7 separate regions of the Mus musculus genome follow, and all the other regions are linked to region 7. A link is a contact called in public Hi-C, HiChIP or PLAC-seq and promoter capture Hi-C data. All regions are on one chromosome and are shown on one strand. The core of a region is the stretch at or near the end of the contact, and the rest is flanking DNA. Distances in the headings are between cores, read along the strand shown. Region 1 holds the start of Aak1 (AP2 associated kinase 1). Region 2 holds the start of Rab43 (RAB43, member RAS oncogene family). Region 3 holds the start of Isy1 (ISY1 splicing factor homolog). Region 4 holds the start of Efcc1 (EF hand and coiled-coil domain containing 1). Region 5 holds the start of Cfap100 (cilia and flagella associated protein 100). Region 6 holds the start of Nfu1 (NFU1 iron-sulfur cluster scaffold). Region 7 holds the start of Abtb1 (ankyrin repeat and BTB (POZ) domain containing 1).

Region 1 (4,126 bases), core at 459-2,958, 2.0 Mb after region 7:
TCGCTGATAGACTAGCCTCTACCACCATGCTGCCTTCACTGAGGCCTCCCCCAGACCCAAGCCTTGGCAGGCTGTAACGCAACCTACAGCAGACTGGTCCTATCCAATTAGTTTAAATTGCTTCATGCCAAGGAAATTGCTGCTTTTATTAAAAATAAAAGCACAGTAAGCAGGCAATGAGCTGTGAAAAGTATCAGTCTGGCATAATTACGAAGGTCGAGGTTAAGGTTACCCAAGAAACACTCAAGATTTTCCCTAAAGCCTGGGGCAGAAAAATATGTATCTGCAGGAGCACAGATAGACCAACGAGCACACACCGAGAGAAACCACACAGCATCCTCTCCAACTGAGAGAACACTAAACCAGAGCCAATCCTAAGTCATTCTTAATAGAAACTAAAAGGAGAAAAGAGGCCTAGGCGTCTGAGTTCAAAACCATCTCATTCGCTTATGATTTTATCTTAGCCACATCCTGGGGACCTCACTGCAGTTGGGTAAAGAAACAAACCTAACCAAAACACCAAAAAATGCATTCCTGTCCCCAGAGAAATCCTCTTTGGCTACCTACTTAAAGAAATAGGAAAGTTAGGTGGGAGAAGCCCCCCTCTCCTTTAAGATCTCTCCCCATCCCCACCCTTCAGCCTCCGCATCAGAATTTAAAGTTTCAGGGAAATGGCAAGACCACCACCCTGCATTTCACTTATACTTCACACATAGGATCCGAATAATTCGGTCAAAGGAAGAGATTTCTCCACGCGCTCCCCCCACCCACCCAAATGAAAGGCCACTGAGGTAAACTATTTGGGCAATACTGCCCCCCCAAGCCCTGTCAATTCCCAGTCTGAGTTTTAATTCTCTCAAGGACAATGACTCGCAAGGAAAGTGCAGAGGGGGAAGGGAGGGTCAGTTGGTCAAAACCCATTCATACAACTAGAAACCAGAGTCTTGCCACATCAGCACACGAGATTAATTCACCGCGCACTGGCTTCCCAACATACCTTCCGCCAACACCTCGTCCACGGTGACCTGCTGCCTCCCGATGCCGAAGACCCTTCCGATGTAACCACTGCCCAGGCCTGAGCTGCTGCCCCCTCCTCCGCTGGAGCCTGAACCCAGGCCAGAGCTCCCCTGCTCCCGCCTGGAGTCGAAAAACTTCTTCATCTTTCCAATATGAAATGCCAAGGCAAAATGCCGATGGTTTCTAGGTTCGTATTTGTTGTAAAGAAAAGAGATCTAAGGATTTCTTCTCCGGTTTCAGCCCTGAGCAGAGCCCCGGGAATCCGGCCGTGGGGTGGGGGCTGAGGGACGGCGCCTGCAGGAATAGACTGTCAATCGCGCGGCGGGTCCCCTCCTCCTCGGGGAGCGATCGTTTAAGTTTAAACCTGCGATGACAGAGGCAGAGAGAGGATGAATCAGTAACACACTCCAGAGCCTAACTGCCGGGTCCTAGGGAAAGCACAGGCCGTCATCCAGAGGAAACGCTGCGTGCATTTTCTTCGGGAAAGCCCTGGAAACGCACCGGACCCCTGCCCGGACCCCCGCCCCGGGCCCCGGACACCCACTAGCGGCCGCTCGGCGGCGAGCCCAGCTACCAGCCCCGCGACATGGCCACGGCCGCCGGCCTGCGACACGAAGGAGGCGGCGCTGCCGCAGAGCCGGGGCCGCTTCGGCGCCCGCCCGCCCGCCAGCTGATCCCCGAGCGCCGCGCTGAGGCCGCCCCTCCCCCGCGCGCGCGCCCGTCGGCTCCGACCACCCACCCGGAAGTGACCTGCCACCGGAAGTGCTTCTCAGGGCCGCACAGCCCCTTCTCAGGGGCCGTCTCAGGTGCACCAGCTATAGCTACAGAGCGAAAGAAACCGATGGCAAGAAGGGAACCAGAGCAGTGGAACTCGGGACAGAGACACTTGGAAGAGAGCGTTGCCGTAGTCCTGCCGCTGAGCACCCTGGGAAGAGTAGTTCGGGGTAATCTGGCATCTGGACTACAATTCCCAAGATGCCCCGGGAGCGAGCGCACCTTCGGACGCCGTCTCCAGGGACTGGAGATGATAGTGGAGTGGTGCAGAAGTGAGGCTTCGGGTATTTAAGTACATCTGCTAAAGTCACCAGAGACTAGTTTTCCAGCTGCACGTCCCACTCTCTGTAGCCATTTTATCTATGGCTTGGCCTCATGGACAGAGGCACTCTGGGAATTGTGGTTTCACAGGAGTCCGGACTGACACCTGAAGGACGCGGTTTAGCTGCCTCGCCCCAGTTGGGTTTGGGAGTTCCCCGACGTCATGGGAGCGGAGGTACTGAAGGCTTGGGGGCTGGGGAGAAGTGGGTATGATGCCAGCAGGGAGCCGAGCGGAATCTCGGTGCTGAAGGAAACAAAGCAGGTGTCTTCCGGTCCCCGACCACGATGAGAACTGAGAAGCCTGAGGGTCGAAGAAGGAACTGCGGGAGATCCAGTACACGGAGCATCTAGGGACCAGGCTACATCCATCCTTGGGCTCCACCCCAAACCATGGCCCTCTGCCGACCCAGATTTGCCTGGTCCTTACCAGATATATTCACGCCTTTAAAGGGAACTTTAGACACACCTACTGCTTTCTCTTCAGAATCTTTCGCAAGAAGATGCTGTGTTTACTAAGGATCGCTTGGGTGCGGATAGAGTACAGGGCTGTGTGATTGGCACCTGTCAAATGCTAAGGATTTGGAAAGGAATTGAGATCTCTCCTCCTAGATTGCTTCACAGAAGATGTTGTTGTCGTGCCAAATCCCTGCCTCCCCTGCCCTCTCCCCCAAGAAATACATGGTTTTTTCTCTTTTTTGAGTATAGGTTATTTTTCCACCAGCTCCCCACACTTCTTAAAGATGCAACTACCCTCTTGCAGTTCATCCCAGAATTTCTACTTCAGGCACTTGAGGAAGATCTAGAAGGGGGCCCCCAGGAAATAAAAAAAGATGGGTCTTGCTGGGCAGTGGTGGCTCACGTCTTTAATCCCAGCACTTGGGAGGCAGAAGCAGGCAGATTTCTGATTTCGAGGACAACCTGGGTTACAGAATGAGTTCCAGGGCAGCCAGGGCTATGCAGAGAAACCCTGTCTTGAAAAATAGAACAAAAAAAGATGGCTCTTGGTTAATCTGAATATTGAGTCCGGCTGTGCTGGCGGTGGCTATTGCGGTTTCTTATTTCATGTGGTACCATAGTCATATAACTCTCCGGAGAGAGATAGCATCTTAACTTCCGGAGAGAGCCAGTATTGCCACCTCAGTTCACACAATCCTACAGCCACCTTAAGGGTGAGACTCAGCACCTGCGGAACATCTTCCTAACTCAGCCCAGGGTGTGTTCTCCTCGCCTTCCTTAAAAGGCTTGATTTCTGTTACAGAAGCTTAGTGTGTGTCTTAAAATAGATGGGAAATCTTAGTGGGCTTACAGCCCCTCATCTTTCTCAGCACCATTAATTTTGACCGACCTTTAAAGAGTCTGTTAGTCTGTCCATCGAGCCCTGGTGCCTTATCGGGTTTTAATTTTCTCCACTCTCCTGGTACAGACCAGGTTTGCTCAAATCTCAAGCCTCACTTCAGACAGTCAAGGTTTTCCAGAAGGAGTAAGGCAGCCTACTCCCACTGAGTAACATGCTTTTAGTAGGCACTCAGCCTGAGTGAAAGACCACTGTTTAACAGAAGGGGACTGCAGCAATCATTCCTATACATTGATTGACTGGTGTGTATGCGCGAGTGGGGTGGGGGTGGGGGGATGAAAATGGCTGTCATACTTTGTAACTTGCCTGGCCTGGAACTCTCTTTGTAAATCAGGCTGCCTCAAACTCATAGGAACCTGCCTGCCTCTGCCTCCCAAATGCTGGAACACACTGGTTGGTTGGTTGGTTTGTTTTTAAAGTATAGCTTGATCACAATCTGACAGAAATAACTAAGTGACTAATAGGAGACTAAATCTATTGTTTTCATCCTTTCAAGGACTAATATTAATAGCAATTATTACTCAGGTTTTCTAGTTTTGTATATATTATATTATTTAATCCTCACTGTCACCTATGAAACAGAGTACTTTTTTGGGGGGGGGGTTGGTTTTTTTCTTTTTTTTTTTTTTTTTTTTTTTTTCTTTTTTTGGTTTAGGGAGT
Region 2 (3,776 bases), core at 516-3,015, 1.0 Mb after region 7:
GCCATGACTAACTACCCTTCTGCTTTCCCGAGTCTCTCAGCCTTTGCACTCCCCTTTCCCTTGGTGTGAGCTAGGCCTGTCTGAGGGGTATTTCCCACCCCACAGCCAACTTCAGGAAGGAAACCACTATGGTTCAGTGCACGTCTTGGGATGGAGGCAGTTTCTTGAGGCTGCAGTTCTCCACTACCATGAGTGTGCAAAGCATGGCTCTTGGAATTCCTTTGCACAGCACTTTAGGGGGTCCTGGCTGCAACTGCTGGGCATTTCTCACAGCCATGGAGTTCCAACTGTTTCAGAACAAACTCTTCTGTTTTCTCCAAGGTTCAGCCTTTGCCTTTCATCTACTTGGCCAGTGAGGCTGCTCACAGGGCCTGTGGAGATGGTGCCTGGGGGCTTGCTTTCTCTGCTTTCCTTAAGTTTCCTCTTCCCTTCCTTACTGGGGAAGTTTTGGATTTTGTCTTGGATTTTGCCTTTCGTTCATGGATGGATCTCAAGGCCCTAGAACAATGTTTGGCTTGCAACAGCCATTATTAAAAAACTATCGAATCAAATAGCCATGCAGGGCCTAAGGGGGCTGTCCAAAGAAGCTAGAGTATTCTCAGCTTTCTCTCATTTTTAGGGATGGGGCCTATTTGATCTAGTTCAAACTGTTTACAGACATCTGGGTCCCATTTCTGTGACTTCAGGTTTCTCAGGCCAAACTTCTGAGCTGGCTGACTCACAGGTTTCCCTTGTGCAGGAGGTGTTTGGCTGGGACCAGGACTCCTGTTCCCAGCCACCCCAGGTTTGACTGGACTCCTGTCTGCTCTATCAATTCTTCCAAATGGAACTCTAGGCCATTCTGCCCTCAAGGATTTTCATTTCCTCTGTCTTCCTTTTTCACCTAAGGGAAGCTGCCTTTACTGTGTGTCACCAGAACTTTCCATTCTCCGAAGAGGGAACATTGAGTTGTGTTCTGCCTCATCAGCCCTTCATTGTCAGCCATAGCTGTCCCCTGCCCCGAAACGACTCTTGCCTGTTCCCCACTGGGTGCAGGCCAGGCGAGGGACGGAGGCATGTCAGTGAGGGGTGGACGTGGGGCCCGGCTGAGAAGGGCATGAGGTTAGGGAATGATGAACTGGCGATTATAACGAGTTGTTGACCTAATAGGGGCCAAAGCCTGCTATGGGGGCGCAGCGGACCGAAGCGGAGTTGAAGAGGCGCGGAGAGCTGAGTTGAGAGGCGTTAGGGAGGAGTTAGCTCCAGGGCTACGAAAAGGTGCGGGTGGATTTCCGTCTTGGATGCAGTGCCTAAGGCGAGGTCCAAGCCAAGAGGCTCCGGAGGATTAGGGCGGGGTAAGAGATGTTAAGGGCGGGGTCAGGACCAAATAGAGGATCAAGGCGTTGTTGACAGCGAATCCGCACCGGGCTTAAGTCCGGGTTAGTGAAGTGCTGAGAAGTGAGAAAGAACGGTGCTGAGGGCGGGATTGGGGTGGTGTTGAGAGAAGGGTCGGAGGCTTTGGCCGTGGTGGGGTGCGGGCGGTGCTCGGAGAAGGATCGGGGAGGTGAGAAGCTTAGAGGGAGTGCTGGGGGGTCGGGACTGTACTGACAGGCTAGGAGGTGTTGGTTATGGGAGGGGGAGACTGGGCGGTCCTGGGGGCGGGACCCAGAGGCGGAGTGGCGGGAGATGGGCGGTGCTGGGGATCAGGGAGGCTCGCCCCGCCCTGAAGGCGGCGCACGAGCGGGCCTGAGGTAGCCGTGGGCCGGCACGGCACCGACGGCTGGCAGAGAGCTGCGGAGGGCCGGGCGGTGCGCTCCCGGGCGGAGCCGAGTCCTCGGGGCTCCGGAGCGGAGCGGGGCGGGGCGGAGCGGGACGGTCGATCGGTCCGCCGTGCAGCTCGTTCAGGTGCCGCCGCCGCTCCACGTAGCCCGGCGGCGGGCCGGCTAGGGCACACGGACCTCGGCCCGCGGCTGTCCTTAGCCCAAGCCGGGCCCTTGCGTCCCAGGACTCCCGCGGAGCCATGGCGGGCCCTGGCCCGGGAGATCAGGACGAACACTACGATTTCCTGTTCAAGCTGGTGTTAGTGGGCGACGCGAGCGTGGGCAAGACGTGCGTGGTGCAGCGCTTCAAGACCGGCGCCTTCTCGGCGCGTCAGGGCAGCACCATCGGTGTCGACTTCACCATGAAGACGCTGGAGATCCAGGGCAAGCGGGTCAAGGTGGGAGGCGGCGCGGCCCGCTGCTTTGCTCCCGGCGGGCGGTTCGCGGCCAGTCCTTCGGCTTCCCCTTCTTTCAGAACGGGCTTGGGCCTTGATGTCCGTGCTGGGTTCAGGTCCGAAAGCACCACCTTGGGCTCTGGGAGTGGTGACAGTGGGCGGCCAGAGCGTGGAGGAGGAAGCCTGCACCCCACTCCCGCCCCCCCGTCTCTCAGCCTGGGGACTCCTTCGAAACAACTTGCGGTGGAAGGCAACCTGCGGGCCGTTCCGTGAGCGCCACGCATGCCGGGACAGACCCTTCCCTGCGCGGCCCTCTGGGGAGCACTCAGCCAAATAACGACATCCCCGTGACCGGGAGGGACCAGGAAGTAGTGGCTGCTAGGACCGGAGGTCCAAAAGTTTTTGTCAGAATTTCCTCCCTGGCCACGCCTCCCCGCGGTCTCTTTTATGGACCCGGTGGTGGAACTCCACTCCACCAGGGCCAGCGCGGAGTTGGGGTGGGGGTGGGGGGCCTCCCCGACTAAGGGTTGATAGAAACCGAAAACTTCATCACAGATACCGGAAGGTGGGGGAGAGAAGCAAACTTTGGCAATGACCCCAGCAGAAACAGCAGGATGTGGTTGTCACAATGTCCTGGCAATGATTTGATAAATAATATTTGTGATGAATGAAATCAAGTTTCTTAACCTAGGTGTCTGTCCTCCCTAAAAAAAAAAAAAAGGTAGCATCCTGGACAGGACACAGCGCTGTTCTTGTGCACAGAGGCTCTTAGTAACTTTCCTGATTTCCACCCTGCAGAAATCCTTTGCCGTTTTTCACGGTTTCTGGTTCACAAGGATCTTCAAGACAGCTTTAAAGAGAACTGGGTGGGGGCAGTCTTGTGTTTTCAGACGTGAAGCCCGAGGATGGGAGTCTTTTGACCCTGTTGCTGGTGTGGCTCGCTGCTCATTTGGGTGGCTGTAGGCCTGTTCTCTGTTGCCCTTGGCTGGAATACTTTGTTCTTTGTTTCTATAAAGTTGGGATAATTTCTGGGTGTTGCCTCTCTCCTGTCCCATAGTGTAGAAAAAAAAAAAAAAAGCAAGTCAACAATCATTGTTTTTATGACCACTGTGCCTCTAGAGATTTGCTTGCAACGTTTTAAACGGTCTTTTGGGTGTCTTTTGGGTTTCAGTGTATTTTGGTTTCCTTGAGGTGGAAAAGGGCCAAGAGCAGGCAGGCAGGTTTAGCTGTTCTGGACCATTCCTTTGGAGCAGGTGGCCAGGGAAGGGCTGCCATGGGTGGAGTATGTCTGTGGTCAAGTTGGTGCCTTCCGATAATGCCAGTAGTCAGCATTCAAAGCGCAGTATGAAAACAGAAACATAAAGACGATGAGTCCCCTTTGAAAAGCTGTTGGCCTGTGCCCAGCATCCCTGTGCTGGATCCCTGTGCTGACTGGCCAGGGACGGGGCAGTATTCCTGTTTACCTGTGAAGATAACCTGTCACCTAGTGCAGCCCTGGATGGACTGTGCACTTGAGCTTAGGTTATGCAATACACTATGGTGCAGCTAGTTAGTTCCCTTCCTGATGGTCACTGCAGCTTTT
Region 3 (4,165 bases), core at 303-2,802, 1.0 Mb after region 7:
TGTCAGAACCTGTTTGATCCTGAACTACTAGTTCACGCCTCTGCTGAGATCTTGGAAAGCCGATATAGTGAGCTGACCATGGCTGAGATGTACAGCCAAAAACGTCTGCCAAATGCATACCAAAACAAATATTCTGGTTCCTGTCACCTACATCTGACTGCAAATGTCACTGGTTTTTAGCTCAATAAATGCCGTATACCTGAGCTTTGATGCAGTGTGCTTTGGGACAAGAGCCTGCCCACTAGTTGCCAACTAATAAGGGACTCTAATTTGGTCTTATATGCACGGTGGTAACATTCTTGCATGGACTATGACAGGGTACTCTCCTTAGTGTTGACTCAGTGGGAGAGCCCACCACCATTTCCAGAATCCATCTCTGCTAAGTGACTCACGTAGTCTCTAACTTCCCACTTGCTCCAGGTAGCTTTTTCTTCTCTGGACCTTACTCCGTATTTCATTTTCTTCTCATTACGTTTTTGTTTTTCGAGTCGTTTCGTGTGGCTATCCTGGAACTTAACTTTGTAGACTAGCTTCAAACTTCAAAGATATGCCTGCCTTCTGAGTCTTGGGATCCAAGCTGCCTTTTTCTTTAGTTTTTGAGGCAAGTTCTCACTATGCACCCCCGGCTCGCCTGGATTTCCTCTCTATGAAGACCAGGGTGTCCACCAGTTCACAGAAACTGGCCTCTTTTGCCATCAAAATGCTGGGATTGAAGGCATTAGCCAACAAGCCTGGCCTTATCTCTGTATTTTATTTTAATTAATTAATTAATTTGTTTTTTCGAGACAGGGTTTCTCTGTGTAGCCCTGGCTGTCCTGGAACTCACTTTGTAGACCAGGCTGGCCTCGAACTCAGAAATCCGCCTGCCACTGCCTCCTGAGTGCTAGGATTAAAGGCGTTCGCCACCACCGCATCTCTGTATTTTAAAAGATGTGGTCTCTGCCTTCTGGGAATGTGTGGAGAGAGAGCTGATTCCTTGGCTTAAATGTTTCTTTCACGATCACATCTGTCAGTTTCATGGAAACAGCCACCTTTAATAAAGAATAATGATAATTATACACGTTTCTTAAAAGGAGGACGATCATAGTCTCAGTCACTGTTCAGCTCCAGGTAAATGGCAGGCAGCGGTGAAGAAGCCTCCCAGGAAGACAGGTTCGCCCCAATGGCTATGGTTTGCCCCAGTGCCTGCGCCTGGCGGGTCCAGGCAGGTGACAGAACTCCACGCAGGGTCCCTAGGGGCTATGAACACTCAGTGCATTCAGAGAGGTGCAGTCATTTTCAAAAAGGTCATCTGCTGTCATAGAAGACTCAGGAAGGGCAGAGGCAGGCGAATCTTTGACCGCAGTTACCAGCAGAACGAAACCAAACGACAAATGACGCACACATTCCTGCCGCGCAAGCGTAGTCTTGCTGACTTAGGCGCGGGATGACGCACTGGACACGCGTCGGCGGGAAGCCGCCTACCGAAGCTCCACTGCAATTCTCTCCCCTCCCTCGTCCTCCCTCCCTCGCTTCCGGTCCTTAATTTCCGGTCCTTTCCATTTAGTCTTCCGACAAAAAGACCAGACTGTCCGCTGTTTTCCGTTCCCGCGTCTGCCTGCCTTGTTCCGGGCGCCTGAGCACGTTGCGTTGCAGAGCGGCGCCAGGGCGCCCTCGCCGGCACCATGGTGAGTGCGTTGGGGAAGGGATGGGGCTCACGGGGGACCCGAGGTCTGGGCCAGTGTGCGGCCTCGGGCTCCCTGGCCTATGCCGGGATTCTTTTCCCACCTGGCGTAGCTGTAAGAAATGGCAAGAAAACTGAGTTTGGGAGCTGTATTGCGTCTTGGTGGTTCAGTCTGGGTGAAGCACATTATGCGTAGAGACTGAACGGCCCGGGCGTTCTCAGGTTCCACGGATAGGACCTTTTAAAGGGCAGGGTCTCCACGCCTTTGCTTGCCTGAAACCGAGGACAGAATCTGACATTCTCTAGACGTGTGTGACATAACCGTGAGTGAATGAATAGGATGGGCTGATCTGTTGAGAGGTTGTGATTCTCGGTTTCATTCACTCAAGAAGCGTTTAATATGGAAGTATGAGATCAGACACAGTGTTGGTTCAAAGAGGCGCAGTTACTGTAGTAATTTCAAAGTAAAGTGTCCGTGGACCTCGAGAGATGGCCCAGTGATCAAAAACCACTTCACTTTGGTTCCCAGCACCCACATGGTTGCTTACAATCATCCAAAACTCTAGTTTTAGGGGATCCAACACCCACTTGTTAAGTGACACTAGACACTCATGTGGTGCACTTACATGCATACATGCAAAGCACTCATACACATACAAAAAATATTAAAAAATTAAAGGTAAAAATCCCCTTAAAAGTATACGGAGTGGCTTTCATACTTCTGAGATTTATTGATGTCTTTGAAATCTGTATAGTCTTATCTACAAAACCAGCCCATTTTGGTAGATATTTATCTATATGCATATACCAAATTATGTTTAAGGATCAGGTGTAAGTATATGCATAACCACGTGCAAAATATGGACACATTCAAATATATAGGCCTTCTTGTCAGTCTGTGCTTTATAATACTAAGTAGAAAAAAAACATTAATACACTTTGGGCGGGGTGGTATTTACACATACATAGGGGCAAACAGATACATACTCCTGTTAAATAAAACAGATGCATAAACATTTAAGGAAGCCATGGAATGCTTACAGAGGATGTTTTGGACACTACAGACTGTTGAGAACAGAAACCTAAAAAGGAGAGGAAACAGTGGTCTTGAACAGCTACTTCTGAAGGAGGGTGTGTCCTGTATTGATGTCATGTTCATATATCCACCTTCCACTGGCCAGGTTCCTTTCAGAGTTGATTGGAAGGGGCAATCTGAAGGGCAAGTTAAATTAAACTCATCTTGCTGACTCTCTAGACTGTGTGTCTGTTTCTGCTTGACTTCATGCGTTTATCTGAGTAAGTCATCATAACGTTGCAAGATAAAAGCTACAATATGTGCTGTGAAGGGAAACTTAGATTTTGGTGAGACCACGTCTCAGTGATGGTGAGAGGAAGAGCTAGGAGCAAAATCTCTAGTTCCAAATTCAGCAGGTGCGCTTTCTGTGTAGTTCACAATCCAACTGAAAAAAACTGTTCTCTTCCTGATCCTGTGTAACATTTAGGGACCATTGACTTAACACTGCTGCGGCAGCACTTAAATGAACATCACTTTGCAAAAGCCAGTCTTGATGCTCTCCTCTGATAGCCACTGGCAGCAGACAGACAACTAGGCTGTTTTCTGGTTAGAGTGGTGTATGGTGGTGCATACGTTATCGTATCAGGAGTGAGAGAGGGGTCAGAGAGGTTAATAGATATGATCACAGTACATTCTGCACATGTGTATGATTTTAAAAAATAAAAACCAGCCTGGTGATGGCAGCGGCACATGCCTTTAATCCCAAAGATCGGGAGCCAGAGGTGGCCAATCTTTAACTTCAAAGACAGTCTAGTCTACAGAGCAAGTCTCAGGACAGCCAGGGCTACACAGAATATGCTGTCTCAAAAAGCCAGAAACCAACCAATGGTAGGTTTAGATTTTTTACAACCTATTTTTAATGAGGGTTCTTAAATGTTTTAATGTCCCTTCTAGTCCATCATCCATCAGAGGCAGTGGAAAGGAAAGATTAACAGAGCAGAGGAGGATGTGTACCTGTTGAGAAATAGTTCTTTGGAGCAAATCTAATTTTCATTGTCAGGATATCAGCATTTTAGTTTACACAGATCAGCAGTATTAGCTAGATCCATTCACAAATACCATCATGAGTCAGCAATGGCGGGACTGGAAAATACCATTCATGAGTAAGCAGCGGCGAGTTGATCCAGAAGAAACTGCAAGGCTCTGGCAATTGGCCTGAATCTGCAGAAGTGGCAAGAAGCTGCTGGAACATCACCAGAAGTTTTTTTGGTTTGTTTTCCTCTATGAAGTCATGACAAACAATGACTGACAAAGAATGCTAAGGCCTACCAATACCATCCAGCATCACCCACTGTCTGTTGGACTACATTTATATCCTTTCCAAACATCACATGTTCTCTCTAGCGTCTACTCTATCAAAACATCACATTCCCCTTTTCCAGACTGCCTTCAGACAACACCACATGTCTGTTCTTAGCAAAACATCC
Region 4 (4,171 bases), core at 1,149-3,648, 1.1 Mb after region 7:
GCTTTTACTTGGGCCCGCCCGTACACAGTGCGCAGTCAGTGATAATCAGGATCAAACTGAAGAGCCAAAAATGGGTATCACTGATTGCAATCCGCGAGTAACAAGTGAAAGGATTTCGTGGATGAACAGGAGCGTAAACAGATGGATGGGCCGATGGATGGTAGTGGAGTACTGACTTACAAAATGGAAGAATCATATGTACGAATAGCTGAAGACCGGAATGAACATTAGAGTGCGTAGCGTGGATGCTCGCCTAGGTTTGGGAAACAGCACCCCGCCCCATCTGCTCCCCGCCCCCCCCCCCCAGTTGCTGCCCCGCTCACCGCTCACCTGTAACCTCTAAGCTCTGCCTCCAGTCGCTGCACCTGGCGCTGCAAGCAGGGGACACGCCGCGCCAGCGCCTCCAGCTCCCGCACTCGGTGCAAGCTGCGTCGCACCGCCTGCCGAGCCTCCTCGGTGCGCAGCCGCACCTCCACCTGTCCGCGCTGCAGCCGCCGGGCGCGCGCCTCCGCCTCTGCCAGCGCGCCCTGCGCTCGCTGCAGCTCGTGCGCCGCCGCTTCTGGGATGTCCGACTGGCTTTTCCAGAGGCCGACCTGTCCGCGGGAAGCCACAGTGAGTGACCACTGCAGAAGTCTACGGGGTCATCCCCTTACAACCACAAAGCTAGCTCACTGAGCAACTGGCACAAGCGGCTAAAGCAAGTGTATGCAATACCCCTCACCCCCACCCCCCACGAGGGAAGTTGGGACAGGAAGTCCACCCTCTGTTTTTCTGCATGGTGACAGTAATCCCCCAAAGTCGTGCCTTCTAGGCTTAATTCCTGCATCCAGTGTACGCTGCTCCTAATTCACTGGACTCAAGGCACAGATTAAAGAGCAGACTGAAATTTCCGCCCTTTCTGAGATCTGTGCTCTGGACTGTCCTTGGAAACGGGGTTGATCTGTTTTGTTTTCTGCAGTGTTCCAAAGCATAAAGGAAGCTGGGACAATGTGCCCAGTAGGCACTTGAGCGTGAAAGACGGAGAGACCCTTTTAAATGAGAGACCTAGTCTCAGGCAACACACACACACACGCGCGCGCACACACACACACACACACACACACACTACTCTACGCACTCCCAGGGTTCCTTCTGCCCCATCTTACACTCTCCTGGCAGACATATGAACCACGAAGGCCACTTTGACACCTAGTTGTACTCTGCAGCAACTAGGAGACAGGAGACACCAATGTAACGCAGGTCCTCTTCCTATACGCCTATAAGGGCCCCTTTTCTCCCTTAGCTGGTCACCTGAGCTACACTGAACACCGAGGGCTCAAGTGTTCGTTGACTGATCCCAGAGACCAGCTCACTCAATGGCTCCACCTCAATAGCTCAGAGTGAGCCTGGCCCTCATTGCTGGCCATCATTGTCTTTCTCACCTGGGCTAGAGGCCTGGCTGTGAGGGATTCAACAAGTTTCGCTGACTTGGGGAAGGGCAGTCAGTCCTTTGTTTTCCTTAAACCTCCCGAAGAAGGATGTGTGCTGACCCATCACTACTTGGCTACTTAAACAGGTTCCTTCTAGGATTAGAAGGGACTTGGGTAGGAAGTTGGGATCTTAAGGAATGATACATTGGGGTGGAAGTTGGAATGAAGGGGGTGGAATGGGGAACGGAGAGAACCAGCTGAGGAGGGGCTGGGCCGCGGTGGGGCGTCTCTGTCTCCACCCGAGGCATCCCTCGCACCTGAAGGGCCAGGCAACGCGCGTCACTGCTCTGCAGCGCAGCCCGTAGGTCCTCCACCAGCTCGCGTAGGCTACTGTTTTCCTCCTCTAGATGTGCCACCCGCTCGCCATAGGCGCCACCGTGCAGGCTCGGTGAGCCAGGCCGGCGGCGGCGGCGCGGGCGGCGGAGGCGGATCTGTGTCTCGATGTGCTCGCTAAGAGCTCCGCGGGGCAGCCGGGGCCCCGCTCGGCTACTGAAATAGCCGCAGAGGCGCGCGTGGAACTGGCGGAAGGTGAGCTCTGGAGGGTCGGCTCGCAGAGCCAGGCGCGCCTCTTCCCTGACGTCCGCGTCCCCGCCAGCGATCATCCCAGCAGCCGGGTTCGTGGAGGCCGCCTCCGCGGAGTTTGCGTCCTCCGTGGCCGTCTCCCCGTCAGCGTTCAGCCCCAGTACCGCGCAGAGCGCACGGAAGTCGGCGCGCGGTAGGCGGCCCGCTCCCCGGCAGTCCAAGTGGTGGAAAACCTCCTGCAGATACTGATCCAGACCGGTAGCCAGCACCACGATCTCATTCTCCACGCCGCGGTCCAGCCCGTAGTGGTGAGCCAAGGCACTCAGCAGCCACTGAGTGCGCCGCGCAGGTCGCCGGTATGGGTCACCCGCCGAGCTCTCCATGCCCAAACCCTGGCGGTTTCTCTCGGCAGATCGGCGCCTTCAGACAGCCGCCCGCGTCCGCGGAGGGAGGGGCTGGGCGGCCACGGTCAGGCCAGAGAGGCACGGGACCGTATCCAGGCAGCTGCGTGGACTGTGCAGGACGTCTGTGTTTGTCCCGATGGGAGGCGCTGGAGCTACGCGCTCTAGTAATGGCCTTGACCTGCACTCCCCATCGCTCCCCATCCCTATCCCCATCCCCATCACTGTAACCAGTTCCTGACTCAGTTCTTTTGCCCTCTCCAGGCCTTTCCGCTATTGTCACCAGAGGCTGGAGCGCCTGCGCCTGCTGTTGTGTTCTGCAATTCCCAGCCCTCGGCCGGCCGTTCTCTGCCTCTTCTCCAGACTGCTTCCTAAGCTCTCCCTCCCTCCTCGTAACTAGAACCGAGGAGGAAACAAACTTGGACGTGGATGAAGTTAGAGTTTTGGTGAGAGGAAAGTGGTTGTCTACCGCGGCCACCTTTGGGCTCCAGGTGGTTGCTTGGCCTGAGCTCCTTCCGCTGGCTGGGATGAGGTAAACAGTTGTTTGGCCACTATTTTCTTTGGTGCCCTAGAACTTGATTCTGGAAGATGCTGGGCAGACCTGCTTGCTCTTGAGAGCTAACTGGCTTTTCTTCTCTCTTTCACAGAAATGTAGTATTGACTCCGTCTGGCGCTTGCCATGGGAACCTTACCCAGCCATATTGGAGCGAAGAGCAAACTCAGCGGCCCTTGACTATTAGATAAGCAGATCTTGTTTTGTGTACAAATCCCAGTTGAAAAGCATTATCATTTTGTTTCCTCCATTATAGCACCCCCGACCAGCACTTTGTCCTTTGTTCCACACACTTCGGGAAGGAATCAGACATCCCAAGCATTTTGGATATACATGTGTACATATATATGTTAATTATAAAACCAATGGCAATTTAACGGAATAATGTACAATACCATACCTTGGCTTCTACCTTGGAAAACCACATGCACAGCATGTTCATTGACCACATTATTGATTATAATGGCTAGAAGCTGATATTCAGCAGGGGCCCAGGCAGGACAAATCGTGGAACAGGGATAAACGAGGAAACACGCTACAGCAGTTATTGTGACTGTTATGACTAATGAATGGTATGTGATAATAACAACACTGCACAGAACATTACTGGATGCTTTCTACAAGGATGCACATAAGGAATGGCAGCCACAGAACATCTGGTTGCTGTTTCTGGTGATGGTGAACCCTTTGCTATCGGTGCACTGGCTCTTTTGCTGAAATGGGAGATTGCACTGTAAGATGTACAGATCAACAGTTTTTAGTATGTTACAGTTATCTGACCACAACTACAGTCTAGTACTTCAATATTTCTACTCCCTCCATCCCCACCCTGCCCTCACCATGTGCACCCCAATACTGCTCAGTCTCTAACTTGTCCTTCTGCTAAGGGAAGCGACTACTTTATGAATCCATAATCTGCTTATTCTAGATATTCATATGACTGGAATCTAATAGAAGGTGACCTTCTGGGGCTGCAGAGATGGCTCAGTGGTTAAGAGCACTGGCTGCTCTTCCAGAGGACCTGGGTCCAATTCTTGTCCCCTCAAGGTGGCTCACAACCATCTGTAACTTCAGTCCCAGAGAATCCAATGCCCTCATCTGCATGCACATGACACATAGATAAATAGAAGCAAAACACCTATACACATAAGATTAAAAGGGGGAATTTAAGGTGGTCTCCTGTGTAATTGTTATTTGCGTGTTTGCTTGCATTTTTTTTTTTGTAT
Region 5 (3,792 bases), core at 470-2,969, 1.6 Mb before region 7:
ATAAGATCCACAAGAGGTGGGAGTTGGAGCGTGTCTGGGTAACTGCCTTCACCGGTGTTGACGTAAAACCAGCTCTGCTTCACAGGAAGTAACTAGCCAAACACTGAGCGGCTATGGCCGAGGAACACAGACTTGGGTTACAAGGAAGGGTGTGGAGCTCTCTGCTGTGGGCCTCAGATGCCATCTGAGGACATTCTCGGCCTTTGTGTTGGTAGAAGTTAGAGGTGTGAACATTCCGAGAAGAGTTATGTAACAGTTACAAGAATGTTCTGTCAATCACAGTGGCTGTTTCGAGGGCTAGTATTACCTCAGATAATTTTGGCTCTAGATTTGCAGCATTCCAACTCTCCGCAGTCTTTGAGGTTTCACCGATCACTCTGGCTTGTACAATGTTGAACACAGTGTGCCTTTCTTCTAGGATCTTAGGCTCACATTGGTTCCTCATGCTGAGGGGTGGTGGTTCAGAACCGGACCTAGTCATCAGGATGGTAGTAAGTACTGAATGGATCTGCGCTGAGAACAATACCTGGCTTAAAGGACACCCTGTGAGGGTTCACCGGGGACTCAGGACAGGTGTGCTAACACCAGGAATGGTAGCACCCTCATTTGTTCTCTTTTGGTGGCTTATTTTTCTAAATTCGTAAAAGCCCTCGTGGTGTGAAAGATGAATGATTTCTGAAATATTTGCTTGACTGGTTGAATAAATAAGCACTCCAAACCTGGTGCAGGTTTTACTGTTGTTCTTCCTTCCTTCCTTCCTTCCTTCCTTCCTTCCTTCCTTCCTTCCTTCCTTCCTTCTTTCCTCCCTCCCTCCCTCCCTCCCTCCCTCCCTCCCTCCCTCCCTCTCTCTCTCTTTCTCTTCCTTCCTTCTCTCTTTCTCTCTTTTTCTTTCCTTCTTCCTTCTTCTTTCTTCTTCCTTTCTTTCTTCCTATTATTTTTGTTTTGTTTTGTAGTTTGTCTGGCTATTTTGACAGCCTACTGGGAAGCTGAGGCCAGAATATTGGGAATTCTAGACCACAGTGTAAGGGCCCTCCTCCAACACCAGGCAGGGAGCCACTTGCTTGCAAAGAGTATTTAACACTAGCTGCATAAAAAACAAACAAACAAACAAACAAACAAACAAACAAACAAAACCAACAAACCACATATGCAGGGCCCACCCTTTCTTCCTGGCTCCCCCATGCCCAGCGCTGGACTGCCCTGCGGGATACTGTCCCTTTGGTGATTCAAGGGTCCCTGACCCATTCCAGGATCCTTCTACACTCCTACCCCTGGCCTTCTTGCCTTGGTTCTATCTCTCCACCCACTGGGTGGCGCCAGCGACCCTGAGTAGCGCCAGGAGCTAAGGGAGACTGTCTTTGGCACATTCCTAGCCTGTAGACTGTTTTACCGTCGTCCTCCCCGGCCCCAAGACTCCTAAATATTCTCTGAAGAGCCAGGCTGTTGTCTGTGCCCTAGCTGCAACAAAATCCTTTACGGATGGGCAGGAGAATCTGGGGGTGAAAGAAGCTAGTGCGCTGGGCAAACGTACCCTGTCCCCGGGTTGCAGGGTTGCAACAACCCGGATCGCTCTGCTTCTAGTCGTTGTCCCTTCCCTGAGTCCGTGTCTTCTGCTCTTTAGCTGCCACAGTCCTGCACAGTACTCCGCGCCCGCCGGCCCGCCAGCCCGCCCAGTGTGCCCGGGCCCGCCTCCGGGGCTTTATGACATCACAGCTCCTGTGAGAATAGTTGCCTTGGCGTCGCAAACGCAGTTCAGGACCAGAAGACTGGAGAATTGCCGACCGAGGCTTCGGAGCAAGCTGAGTGCACGCGGCTGGTTGGTGCGCGCGGGGCTGGGCCAGGGGGCTTGGGGGTGGGCTCCAGCGGGGTGGCTGTGGGGCTCTGGTCCGAGATCAAATACTCTATTGGGTCCCTTGCAAGGCTTTGCGTCCTTCGGTGCTCTTTTCCACTTTATCTATGACAGGCCCCATTTAAGCACTGGTCCATTCCCTTGCTGCTGCATTCTTGCCCCAGGGTGTGGTGTGCCAAGAGAAGCTGGGGTGTTAGGAGGCAGGATTCTCTGGTAGTGTTTTGGCTGAGGTAGAGATGCTCAGACTGCAAGCAATCCTGGGCTCCACCCTCGGCCCTGCTTCGTTGAGATTTGGAACACTAGTTGAGCTTCTGCAAACAGGAAAACTCACTTCATTTTGAAGGGAACCTAGCATAGCATAGCGTCGGGAGCTCTAACAGGTGGAACAGAGGGCTTGCTTCCGTGCAGATTGCATTCTGGAAGACATATGCAATAAAAGTCTTGTAAGAGGTAACCACTTGACCTTGTAAAGAAGAAAACGAAGGGTCATTACATGCATTGGTGCAGGAAGGTCTCTCAGAGTGACATCTGAGCCCAGTTTTAAAGGGAGAAGTCCCGCCCCTCACCCTTCCAACCTCACCTAGGTGAGAGGCTCCCCAGAGGCTCCAGGCAGACCAAAGCTGGTGTGTTCCGAGAACAGGAAGATATGGGCCAGCCTTGCCCAGGAGGGGAATAGTAGATTCCATTAAACCTGGATACAGGGAATAGGCAGTGTTAGTCCACATAGTGGAAATGCAAGTCACTCAGTTCAAAGTGGGCTGTGGGTTTGGGGGAACCATCCTCTCAAGTACTGTGTCACTCTCCAGGCGAGAATCTGCTTCAGCTAAGGCCAAGCTTTGCACACCGGTTGGTCCTCAGCCATGGCGTTCAAGGCACGGTCCTCTAGGTTCTCCGTGAAAATGGTTGAAGACAGTAAGTACTGAGCTGGGTGGGGGCTCCTGGAGGGCAAAAGGAACCCTGGGACAGTTTGGTGTAAACTCACTCAAATACTGACGTAGTTCTAAAGCAACACTGTGCATGCTTTTCCTGTGGCTATCGTGATGCAGAACCCCACCTAGGGCTTCATGGCTTAGCTGGTAGAAGCCTGTTGCACAGCTTTGACTGCCATGAGAAAAAGGAGCACAGGGCTGGTGCCTTCTGAGGTTTGTGGAGAGTCTGACCCAGGTGCCTCTGCCTTCTGTTGGGCACTTGGCATCCTGACTGCCCTTGGCCTTAAGGGCGCCACCCACTTCTGCCTTTGCTCTTCCATAGAGTTCCTCCAGTGTGTGTCTGTGCCCCAGTGTCGTCCTTCTTATCACTGTGAACTTGGGTGTATGCTAGAATGTTCTCAGCTTTCCTAAACACATCTGCAATGGCCTTTATTTACAAACAAGGCTGCATTTTGAGGTACTGTGGGGATACGGACTTCCGTGCATGAACTTGAAAGAACACATAGTAGACAGTAGCAGGTAGGGAGAGATGCCACTGTAAAAGCAAGCCTCTCTACTTCTTTTCTGCTGTGGCTGCTAGGCTGAGTCTAGAGGAGGAGAGCTGGCTGGTCCCCAGGTCAAGTGACATGGATGCTTGTCAGTGCTCACACTAGGAAACTGTGAGGTGGACAGTGTTATCATTCCTGCATTGTCTGCTCCCTTCAGCTTTCAAATCAGAGCCACCTCTTTTCTTTTTCTTTTTTCTTCTGCTTAAAAAAAATGTGTTTTTAGGGCAAGTCCTCCATAGTCCAAACCTATTGGAAAGCCTACCTCCAACATCTCCCCGGACACCACAGTGATGCTCAGAGCCATCTCCAAGCGAGCTCTGTTCACATCTGAGCAGAAACATGAGTCTACAGCTTGTCTTTTCCCCCACATAATAAAAAATGCCCTCCCACCCCTGCCTTTCCCGTGAACGGTGGTATATCCCTGTAACGCCAGCACTGGGGCAATGCAGCAAGAGGATGGTGGTGA
Region 6 (3,741 bases), core at 217-2,716, 1.8 Mb after region 7:
CCCTGAACACAGCTGGGAACTAAGTCACTCCCGGGCACCTTCCCAAAATACAAGACTCAGCTACTGTTCAAATTCCATGTTATAAAAATGCCCATGACAAGCAGGGCGTGGTGGCACACGCCTTTAATCTCAGCACTCGGGAGGCAGAGGCAGGCGGATTACTGAGTTCGAGGCCAGCCTGGTCTACAGAGTGAGTTCCAGGACAGTCAGGGCTACACAGAGAAACCCTGTCTCGAGAATCGAAAAAAAAAAAAATGCCGATGACAGAAATAGCTAATTAAATGTCATACCCAGGAGAAGACCCTTGGCAACCAGAGTCCCCAGTAAGTGTCTTGGATCCTGGGGTTTCCCCCGGCCTGATCTGCTGGATGGTGTACCTGCTTTGGTGCTGTGCCCTCTGGCTGCTTGCTCTCTTATGCTAGGACTATGTGCTGCATCCTTATTAGACGCACTCATTTGAAACAAAAGGCGTGCAGAGCATTGTAGATCACTCTCCCTAAGGAACACCTAGCAATAAGGGCCACACCAGGCCACACAGTGAGCGTTCAGTAAATGGTAGCTGTTATCACTACGTGGTAACTAGTAACTATTCTTTAAGTGAATGGAGTGGATACTCCAGGATTTGGAAACACCCTAATATTCCTTCAACCCTGGGAAAAAGCAGCAAGCGTGGATAAACCAGAAGTATACTCTGGCAGGAAGTTTTGAAGTCTAACCGATCTTGAGTAAAGTAACTGAAGGGGAGTCATCGAAAACAGGTGGGCAGGGGGTAACCCACAAAATCCTTCTGTTAATCTGCTATTTTTATGAGATACATTTAGGAGTTTTAAAACGGGGGTGGTGGGGTGGTGGAGGGTGTCTCATAAATAGTCTAACCTGGCCTTGAACTCCTGGTCTTCCTGCCTTCACCTTTCAAGTATTGGGATGACAGATGATGAGGGATTCTATGCTAGCCTGATGAAATGCATTTGAAACTTCAAGTTGGCATCAGCATTCTGTCAGGCCCCTTTCTATAGTTGTCACACTCGGGTCTGACAGATATCTGAGGGAGTGGCTCTAGAAGAGGAACAGGACGCACTCGCACAAGCCTGGGCGGTGGACTTCCTCGAGTCACTCACTTCTCTCCGAGCCGTGATCTCCCTGGAAAGGGAACGACAGGACACGACACAACCCCGGGACCGCTCTTCCCTTCGGAGCCACATTCCCGTGGGATTTACAAGGGACATCCGTGGAAGGTGGCTGGCCTCGGGCTCTGGAGCCAGGACAAGGGTCCCTCAGACGCCAGCTCCTGCCTGTGAGAAGGCAGCGACAGGGATCTGCTAGCCAGGGAGCCAACACCTACCGCCTGCACAGCCGGACTACACCGACCGCTGCTCCCCATGCCCGCTCGGCCGCCGCCATCACTTCAGTGCCAGTGCGCTTGCGCGGACCCGCCTCCTTCTTGTCTCCAAGTCCTACGCAGACTCAGGCCCTGCAGAGAGGGCGGTCCGGGGACGCCGGTTCCTTACAAGTTGAGGGCGGTGCTGCAGGTGGCCTTTCCGCCCTCCTTTTACTGAAAGTAGATTTTTTTCCCTCACATAATATATCCAGATTACAGTTTCCCTTCCCTCTATTTCCTCCAATTTCCCCACACTTCCCCTCCGAATTCACCCCCTTTCTGTCGCTCATTAGAAAACAAACAGGCTTCTAAGGGAATATATGATATATGATATAACAAAACCTAACACATCAGAATAGGACAAAACAAACAAGGAAAAGAGTTCAAGAAATGCATATAAGTGCAGAGACACACTTGTTCACATATGCAAGAGTCCCGTGAAAATACAAAGCTGGAATGTTGCGGTAAATCTCCAATCCAAATATGCCTCAGCAATGAAAACACAACACAGTTAATATGAATACATATGTGCACCTAGTTTGGACAGATCTACCGCTACACGACCATCTTCCACATCTATGAGACCCCTTAGAGCTTGCAGTTTCTCCAGGCCATGTGCTTCTGCTCCGCTTTTCTTCTTCCTCCTCCTCCTCCGCGTCCTCTCCTTCATCCATTTTCTCCTTCTTCTTTCTCCACCTTCCATTCCACCTTCCCTTTTATCTGCCCAATCATCAGCTCTCCTTTATTTTACAAATTAAGGTGGGAAGCAGGTTTACAGGAAATCACCTGAGCGCTGACTCATTCCTTGTTCAAAACCACACACAGGAAAACGGAATTAACATAAAATATAATTAGCCCCAGGGCTATCGACAACACTGGAAGCCATAATATATATGAAAAGGGACCTACAGGGCAAAGCGGGGAGGGAGGGATGAAGAAAGGGAAAGAGAGAAAAATTGTAAAATATATGTATACATAAAATAAAAAACAAAAACAATGTAATGTAAACAAAAATGTGTAATTAAATAAATATACAAACCCAAAGTCCTAGCTTAACATTATGTGACCAGGGACCTTCAAAGATGCCAGTGAGCTGGTTCTTTGTTGACCATTCTACAGCTGGACACGTGGCCTACACTTAGGAATAGTTTGTCCTCCACGGCGAGATGGCTCCATGGGTAAGCGCACTGACTGCTCTTCCCAAGGTCCTGAGTTCAATTCCCAGCAACCACGTGGTGGCTCACAACCACCTGTAATGAGATCTGAAGCCCTCTTCTGGTGCATCTGAAGTCAGCTACACTGTACTTATGTAGAATAATAAGTAAACGTTTGGGTCGGAGCAAGCAGGGACTGAGTGAGCAGAGTTGACCGGAACGAGTGGGCCGACCGGATGGAGCAGAGATACTAAAAATTCAATTCTCAGCAACCACATGAAGGCTCACAACCATCTGTACAGCTACAGTGTACTCACATACATAAAATAAATAAATAAAAGGAATAGTTTGTCCCCCACGGTGAGATTCCCATGGAGAAATCTAGATTTTCATTTGCAAGGGGTAATCAACTTGAGATGGCTCAGGAACGGAGACAGATGCCTGCTTCTTCTTTCAGCTCTAGGGCTGACCCCATCTGATGCCAAGCCTGCCTGTTTTCTTGGTGTTCTCCATCTCCTCTGCCTCTTACACCCTTTCAGCTTTGCAGGTTGCCTGAGAGAGTTGATGGAGAGGTCCTACTTAGGGCTGAGTGTTTCAAGGTCTGTCATTCTCTGCATATTGTTTGGCTGTTAGTGGAATGTTTAGAGTCATTTTTATTGCTATATTCTTTTAGTTCAACAGTAGTTCTTGGTTTTACCCTAGGTCCCTGGGCTATCGAGTCTCAGATTCTTAGTTACCTAAGCACTGTTAGGTATGTTCTGGAATGGACCTTCAGTCAAATCAGATATAGGCTGGTTACTCCCACAAGCTTTGTGCCACCATTGCACTAACATATCTCGCAGGCAGGACACCATTGTAGATCAAAGGGTTAGTGGCTGGGTTGGTGCTTACCGTTCTCCTTTGGCAGCATGCAGAGTATCTTCCTGTGTCAAAGATGCTAGCACGTAGGGATGAAGGCTCTAGGCACCAACTTGACTTCTCTATGTTCAGTGAGTTGTGTGGGCATTGTCTTCAGCAATAGGGCCTTCCAAGTTTGTGGAAAGCATTCTATCCTATAGTCTTGGCAACCACCTGGGTTGTTTGTGGGTTCCTGTGGGGCCCCTTTGGCCAAAAACTCAACTAGATGTAGCCCATTTGGGGTACTGGAAACTTCATTTGGTGACAAGAGATATCCAGCTGGGACTCTCCTATTATTTGGAGATTTCATTT
Region 7 (4,059 bases), core at 621-3,120:
CCAGTAGGGACAGAATGGTATGCCCCTCTATGCAGGTCCAGGCCCCAGGGCTGTCAGGGGCTCTAACTCACCCTTGGAATGTTAGCTCTTAGGGCTTTCCTGATACCCCCACTCTTAGATTGGCATCCAGAACTACTCCACCACCAGCAGCTGCCAGGCACGAGCCACCCAGGTGCGCAGTGACTACGGGACGCTCTTTGTAGTGCTGGTGATCATTGGTGTCATCTGCTTCATCATCATTGTGCTTGGCCTACTCTACAATTGTTGGCAGCGCCGGATGCCCAAGCTCAAACACGTGGTGAGTAGGCCAGGGAGGGCTTAGGACTGTAGGGCAGAGTGTGGCTAGTATCACCCAGTGCTACCCAAGAGCCTCACCTAGAAACCTGTACCAACTCAGTTGTGCTCAGTGCCACCATCTACCCTCTCTGAGCCTGGTCTTCGAGGAGATACACAGTGAGGGGGAGTTAAGTCTCACCAAGGGATCCCTCCTCTCCTCCAGCTCTTCCTAACCCCAGTGCCCCATTCTGCAAGGCTTGAGAGCAGCTGCTCCCCTCAGTCCTAGAAGCCAAAGGCTCCTGCAACCTGCACAAGAGAAAGGGGGCAGGCCCTGCACATTCTGCCCTATCTCGTATGCTTTGAGTGGGCTGTCTCATGTATAATGCGCTGTTGGAAGGGATCAAGTGACACCAAGGGGGTCACAGGGTTTACCTGCAGAGGTTTAGGTTTGAGTTGCAGGCACTTGTATCCTGGGCCCCAAGGGAGTAGTACCCTGGGGGCTTGGCGTGGCCAACCACTGTGCGCGCCTAGCGCTCTCTCCTGCTGCTGCAGTCGCACGGTGAGGAGCTGCGCTTCGTGGAGAACGGCTGCCACGACAATCCCACGCTGGACGTGGCCAGCGACAGCCAGTCGGAGATGCAGGAGAAGCAGCCCAGCCTGAACGGTGGGGCCATCAACGGCCCGAGCAGCTGGAGCGCGCTCATGGGCAGCAAACGCGACCCTGAGGACTCGGACGTGTTCGAGGAGGACACTCACCTGTGAGCGCCGGGCCACGGGCGCGAGACTGCCCGACGCCACGGCCCCGCGCCCCTCCCGGTCCTCCACGCGGACCACTATGCTTCCCCACCGCAGCAGGCGACCGCGGCGCAGCTCCCACCCCGCCCTGCCCGGCCCCGAGCGCTTGCCCGAGGCCAGCGCGCTCCCCGCGCCAGGACTCCATTAAAGCCGCTAAGACGCGCGGGCCGCTCCGCCTCCACGCCTGTTTTTTGCCTTCCGAGGGCTGCACTCCGGGGAGTGGGTGGGATGGGCCTGGAGGAGTAGGTGGGGCAAGGGAGGCTGGCTGGGCGTGGCCAAGGACGGGTGGGCTGGGAATTTCATGGAGTTTGTGGGCGTGGTTAGGGATATGTGGGCGGAGGGTAGGGAGTATAAGGTCATCTGGGTGGAACCAGGCCGGGTGGGCTGAGCCTGAAGTAGGCTGGGAAAAGTCCTGGTGGGCGAGGCCTCGGCCTGATGTGCGGGACCTGAACCGAGCTAGACTCAGGACTGACAAGCGTTCCAAGCCTGTGGGAGGTGCTGTTTTCAGAACGGATCCCAAGAAATGTGGGCGGGGCCTGCAGCGAACTGCTCTTCCGGTGAAGCTCTTCTGAGGAGGCGGGGTCTTGGTAGTGAGCTATTCTTCGGGCGAGTGGGCGGAACCTGGGGGAATTGAGTTGTCCTCTAGACGGGTGGGCGGGGTGAAGGCTAGAAGTCCCCAGAGGCTAAGTGGGCGTGGTTAAGGTTACTGGGTGCGGCCTTGGGGAGCGGCCTTCTGGATGCGAGGGCGGGGTTCGGGCCGGACGGTCCTCCGGGCGGCAGGCGCCGCTGCGGAGTCGCAGGCGGGCATAGCTAGGCCGTGCCGCGAGGGGCGGGGCGGTGAGTGTTTACATCCGGCCGGGCACAGACGACTCCCGAGATCACTCGGCCGGGGGTCCAGTCTCTTTCGCCATGGATACCAGCGACTTGTTTGCCAGCTGCAGGAAAGGGGACGTGGGCCGTGTGCGGTGAGAACCTGAAGTGCAGGAGGCGGGCAGGCGTCCGCAGGGCTTATCGGGCACGGGTGTGGGGTTGGGCGCCGTGGGGCTCCCGAAGCTGACCGAGTCAGGGAGATCGGGCTCTAGGTCCCTTACTTAGCTCGGTGCAGGGAAACGACTCCTCTCCGTGGAGGTTCCAAGAGGCGCAGGCGCCGCTGGTGCAGCCAGTTACCAGCCTGGCGCCGAGACCGTGATCTCCGTGGGCAGGCAGGGAAGAGAAGGATCCTGACCCTTTTCTTTGATAGACTCCTTTCTCCCATGGCCCTTCCTTCCAAGTCCCCTGGTCCTCAACAGATGTGACCAAGCTGCAGCTCTCTCCGACACCAGATGCCACCTCAGAGTTAATGATCCGTCCCTCAATTTGAATGCAGCTCTGAGAGTTCAGGTCTTGCCTCAGATAGCCTCCTTGGGCTGCCATGTCCCAGTGATCGCTTTCTGGTTCATGACCTCTTCTCCTCAACATTTTATCAATTGTTTTTTCCACTTCTTCCATAGATCTGTTCTGTTCCCCTCCTTCCCCGCCCCCAGTGCCTGCATCAGCTTTCTTCTGACTTCCCTGCCATTGGCTCCCCAGGCTGAATTAGGGGCCCCATCACCTTCTCTCTCCCAGATATTAAAAGACCAAATTCTCAGCCTTCTGAACCTGGGGCTTGGCCTCTGTCCATGAAGCCATCACCCAACTCACAGTTGCAGACCCTTGCAGACCTGTGTAGTCCCAGGCCTTACCCTTCTCAGAGGCATTCCCTAGCCCAGAGAGATGTGGCCTCCTTCCCCTTCCTGGTTGTCTCTCTCCCAGATGAGAAGCAATTCTGACCCAGGCTTTGAACTTCCTGCCCAGGTACCTGCTGGAGCAGCGAGACGTGGAGGTGAACGTGCGGGATAAGTGGGACAGCACCCCTTTGTGAGTGTGAGCGGTGGGGTAGCTGGGTGGGCAGGGTGGGCCTACCCTACTGACAGCTTCCCCCTTTCCTAGGTACTATGCCTGCCTCTGTGGGCATGAGGAGTTGGTGCGCTACCTGTTGGCTAATGGTGAGAGAGGGTCAGGGTCTGCCTGTAAGCTCTGAGACCTTGCTCCATGTTTGTATGCACCCTTGATTTCTTGTTAACTCCCTAAAGTCAACACATAGTACTCTCTAACCCTCTATCCACTTTCTCACGTTACCCTTGACACCCAGGCCAGTTCTGGGGCTGTCTCCTGTACTGTACCACCATTGGTCTGCTAAACTGACTCTCTGATCTCCATATTTGCAGGCAGGAGGATCTTTCCACAGCAAAGCTGATGGGAGTGTTTGGGATAAAAGCACGTGGGCATGGTTGCCCACACCTGCAATTAAATTATTGGGAGAGAGAAAAGTCGAGACAGGGATTATCTTAAGTTCAAAGCTAGTCAGGGCTACATTGTGAGACCCACTCTGACCTCCTCTCACTTTGCCTTCCTTGGGTCTCCCACCTGCTGGCTGCCCCACTAGACCTACCCATCTCCTACCTCAGGGTCTTCTCAGTTGCAGTACTTCCTGCTTAGACTGGAGTTCCTTCCTAGATCTATGCATCTCCCGCTTCTTTCAAGTCCCTGTGCTTAGCCACCTCACTTCACAGTTCTCCCCATGTGGCTGCCACTGCCATAGTCACCCTTGGTTCTGTTTTGTAATAATGCCGGCTGTCATATAATAAACTATGCATGGGCTCCACTAGGTTCAGTTGGGGCAGGGATCTGCTAGTCACCAAGATGGCTATTTACAGGGCCAGCCCCTCAGTCTGGCCTTAACTGCATATAGTCCAATATTTACATGTGTATTCATGAGTATGCCTACATCTAAGTGCACAGATTGTATGCCTTGGCCTTCCCAAGGACCGAAGGGTTGCCTGGGCCTCTGTGGCAAGGAAGGGCCTCTGGGGAGCTGGGGAGGCCAGAGATCTCCCCAGACTAGGTGTTCCCTTGACTCTGACTGATGAGCATTGCTTTGTAGGAGCCCGCTGTGAGGCCAACACCTTT

The links. Promoter capture Hi-C pulls out the DNA fragments that hold promoters and counts their contacts. Hi-C and Micro-C count contacts between places; a contact is called where the count stands out from the background. HiChIP or PLAC-seq counts read pairs in DNA pulled down with a chosen protein or histone mark.
Region 1: a promoter capture Hi-C map of liver shows a contact between it and region 7, with 4 times the contacts expected there. The contact joins the promoter of Aak1 here to the promoter of Abtb1 in region 7. A contact is called at or near these places in 2 of 39 promoter capture datasets (liver and pre-B cells), 1 of 115 datasets of contacts at active chromatin or transcription factors (pancreatic cancer cells) and 1 of 9 other capture datasets (adipose tissue).
Region 2: a contact with region 7 is called in a Hi-C map of B cells, with 9 read pairs. The contact joins the promoter of Rab43 here to the promoter of Abtb1 in region 7. A contact is called at or near these places in 1 of 39 promoter capture datasets (liver), 3 of 484 Hi-C or Micro-C datasets (B cells, double positive thymocytes and embryonic stem cells) and 2 of 115 datasets of contacts at active chromatin or transcription factors (both in embryonic stem cells).
Region 3: an H3K27ac HiChIP or PLAC-seq map of embryonic stem cells shows a contact between it and region 7, with 5 times the contacts expected there. The contact joins the promoter of Isy1 here to the promoter of Abtb1 in region 7. A contact is called at or near these places in 10 of 39 promoter capture datasets (the 3T3-L1 cell line, 3T3-L1-derived adipocytes, the C10 cell line and 7 more), 1 of 484 Hi-C or Micro-C datasets (CD8 T cells), 4 of 115 datasets of contacts at active chromatin or transcription factors (astrocytes, embryonic stem cells, extraembryonic endoderm stem cells and 1 more) and 3 of 9 other capture datasets (adipose tissue, embryonic stem cells and liver).
Region 4: an H3K4me3 HiChIP or PLAC-seq map of embryonic stem cells shows a contact between it and region 7, with 7 times the contacts expected there. The contact joins the promoter of Efcc1 here to the promoter of Abtb1 in region 7. A contact is called at or near these places in 2 of 39 promoter capture datasets (both in liver), 1 of 115 datasets of contacts at active chromatin or transcription factors (embryonic stem cells) and 1 of 9 other capture datasets (embryonic stem cells).
Region 5: a contact with region 7 is called in a promoter capture Hi-C map of the 3T3-L1 cell line, with 4 times the contacts expected there. The contact joins the promoter of Cfap100 here to the promoter of Abtb1 in region 7. A contact is called at or near these places in 1 of 39 promoter capture datasets (the 3T3-L1 cell line) and 1 of 115 datasets of contacts at active chromatin or transcription factors (astrocytes).
Region 6: a contact with region 7 is called in a promoter capture Hi-C map of pre-B cells, with 2.2 times the contacts expected there. The contact joins the promoter of Nfu1 here to the promoter of Abtb1 in region 7. A contact is called at or near these places in 2 of 39 promoter capture datasets (liver and pre-B cells) and 1 of 484 Hi-C or Micro-C datasets (B cells).

Annotation. Positions count from the first base shown.
Region 1 is chr6:86,847,087-86,851,212 of GRCm38.p6, reverse strand. It overlaps Aak1 (AP2 associated kinase 1), which reads right to left and starts at 1,708. Exons shown (of 16, transcript NM_001378654.1): 1 at 998-1,708. The coding sequence starts at 1,160. 2610306M01Rik (RIKEN cDNA 2610306M01 gene) reads left to right here and starts at 1,773. Exons shown (of 1, transcript NR_028298.1): 1 at 1,773-2,806.
Region 2 is chr6:87,809,768-87,813,543 of GRCm38.p6, reverse strand. It overlaps Rab43 (RAB43, member RAS oncogene family), which reads left to right and starts at 1,765. Exons shown (of 3, transcript NM_001039394.1): 1 at 1,765-2,197. The coding sequence starts at 2,000.
Region 3 is chr6:87,836,146-87,840,310 of GRCm38.p6, reverse strand. Isy1 (ISY1 splicing factor homolog) reads left to right here and starts at 1,552. Exons shown (of 11, transcript NM_133934.4): 1 at 1,552-1,667. The coding sequence starts at 1,665.
Region 4 is chr6:87,729,096-87,733,266 of GRCm38.p6, reverse strand. It overlaps Efcc1 (EF hand and coiled-coil domain containing 1), which reads right to left and starts at 2,398. Exons shown (of 8, transcript NM_001159697.1): 1 at 1,727-2,398; 2 at 331-593. The coding sequence starts at 2,374.
Region 5 is chr6:90,426,407-90,430,198 of GRCm38.p6, reverse strand. Cfap100 (cilia and flagella associated protein 100) reads left to right here and starts at 1,719. Exons shown (of 17, transcript NM_173775.3): 1 at 1,719-1,820; 2 at 2,656-2,761. The coding sequence starts at 2,710.
Region 6 is chr6:87,007,561-87,011,301 of GRCm38.p6, reverse strand. It overlaps Nfu1 (NFU1 iron-sulfur cluster scaffold), which reads right to left and starts at 1,466. Exons shown (of 8, transcript NM_020045.3): 1 at 1,343-1,466. The coding sequence starts at 1,401.
Region 7 is chr6:88,839,746-88,843,804 of GRCm38.p6, reverse strand. It overlaps Abtb1 (ankyrin repeat and BTB (POZ) domain containing 1), which reads left to right and starts at 1,870. Exons shown (of 12, transcript NM_030251.3): 1 at 1,870-2,036; 2 at 2,905-2,967; 3 at 3,040-3,095; 4 at 4,034-4,059. The coding sequence starts at 1,981. Podxl2 (podocalyxin-like 2) reads left to right here. Exons shown (of 8, transcript NM_001347327.2): 7 at 119-298; 8 at 829-1,248. The coding sequence ends at 1,038. It overlaps Gm15612 (predicted gene 15612), which reads right to left and starts at 951. Exons shown (of 3, transcript NR_045880.1): 1 at 709-951; 2 at 1-324.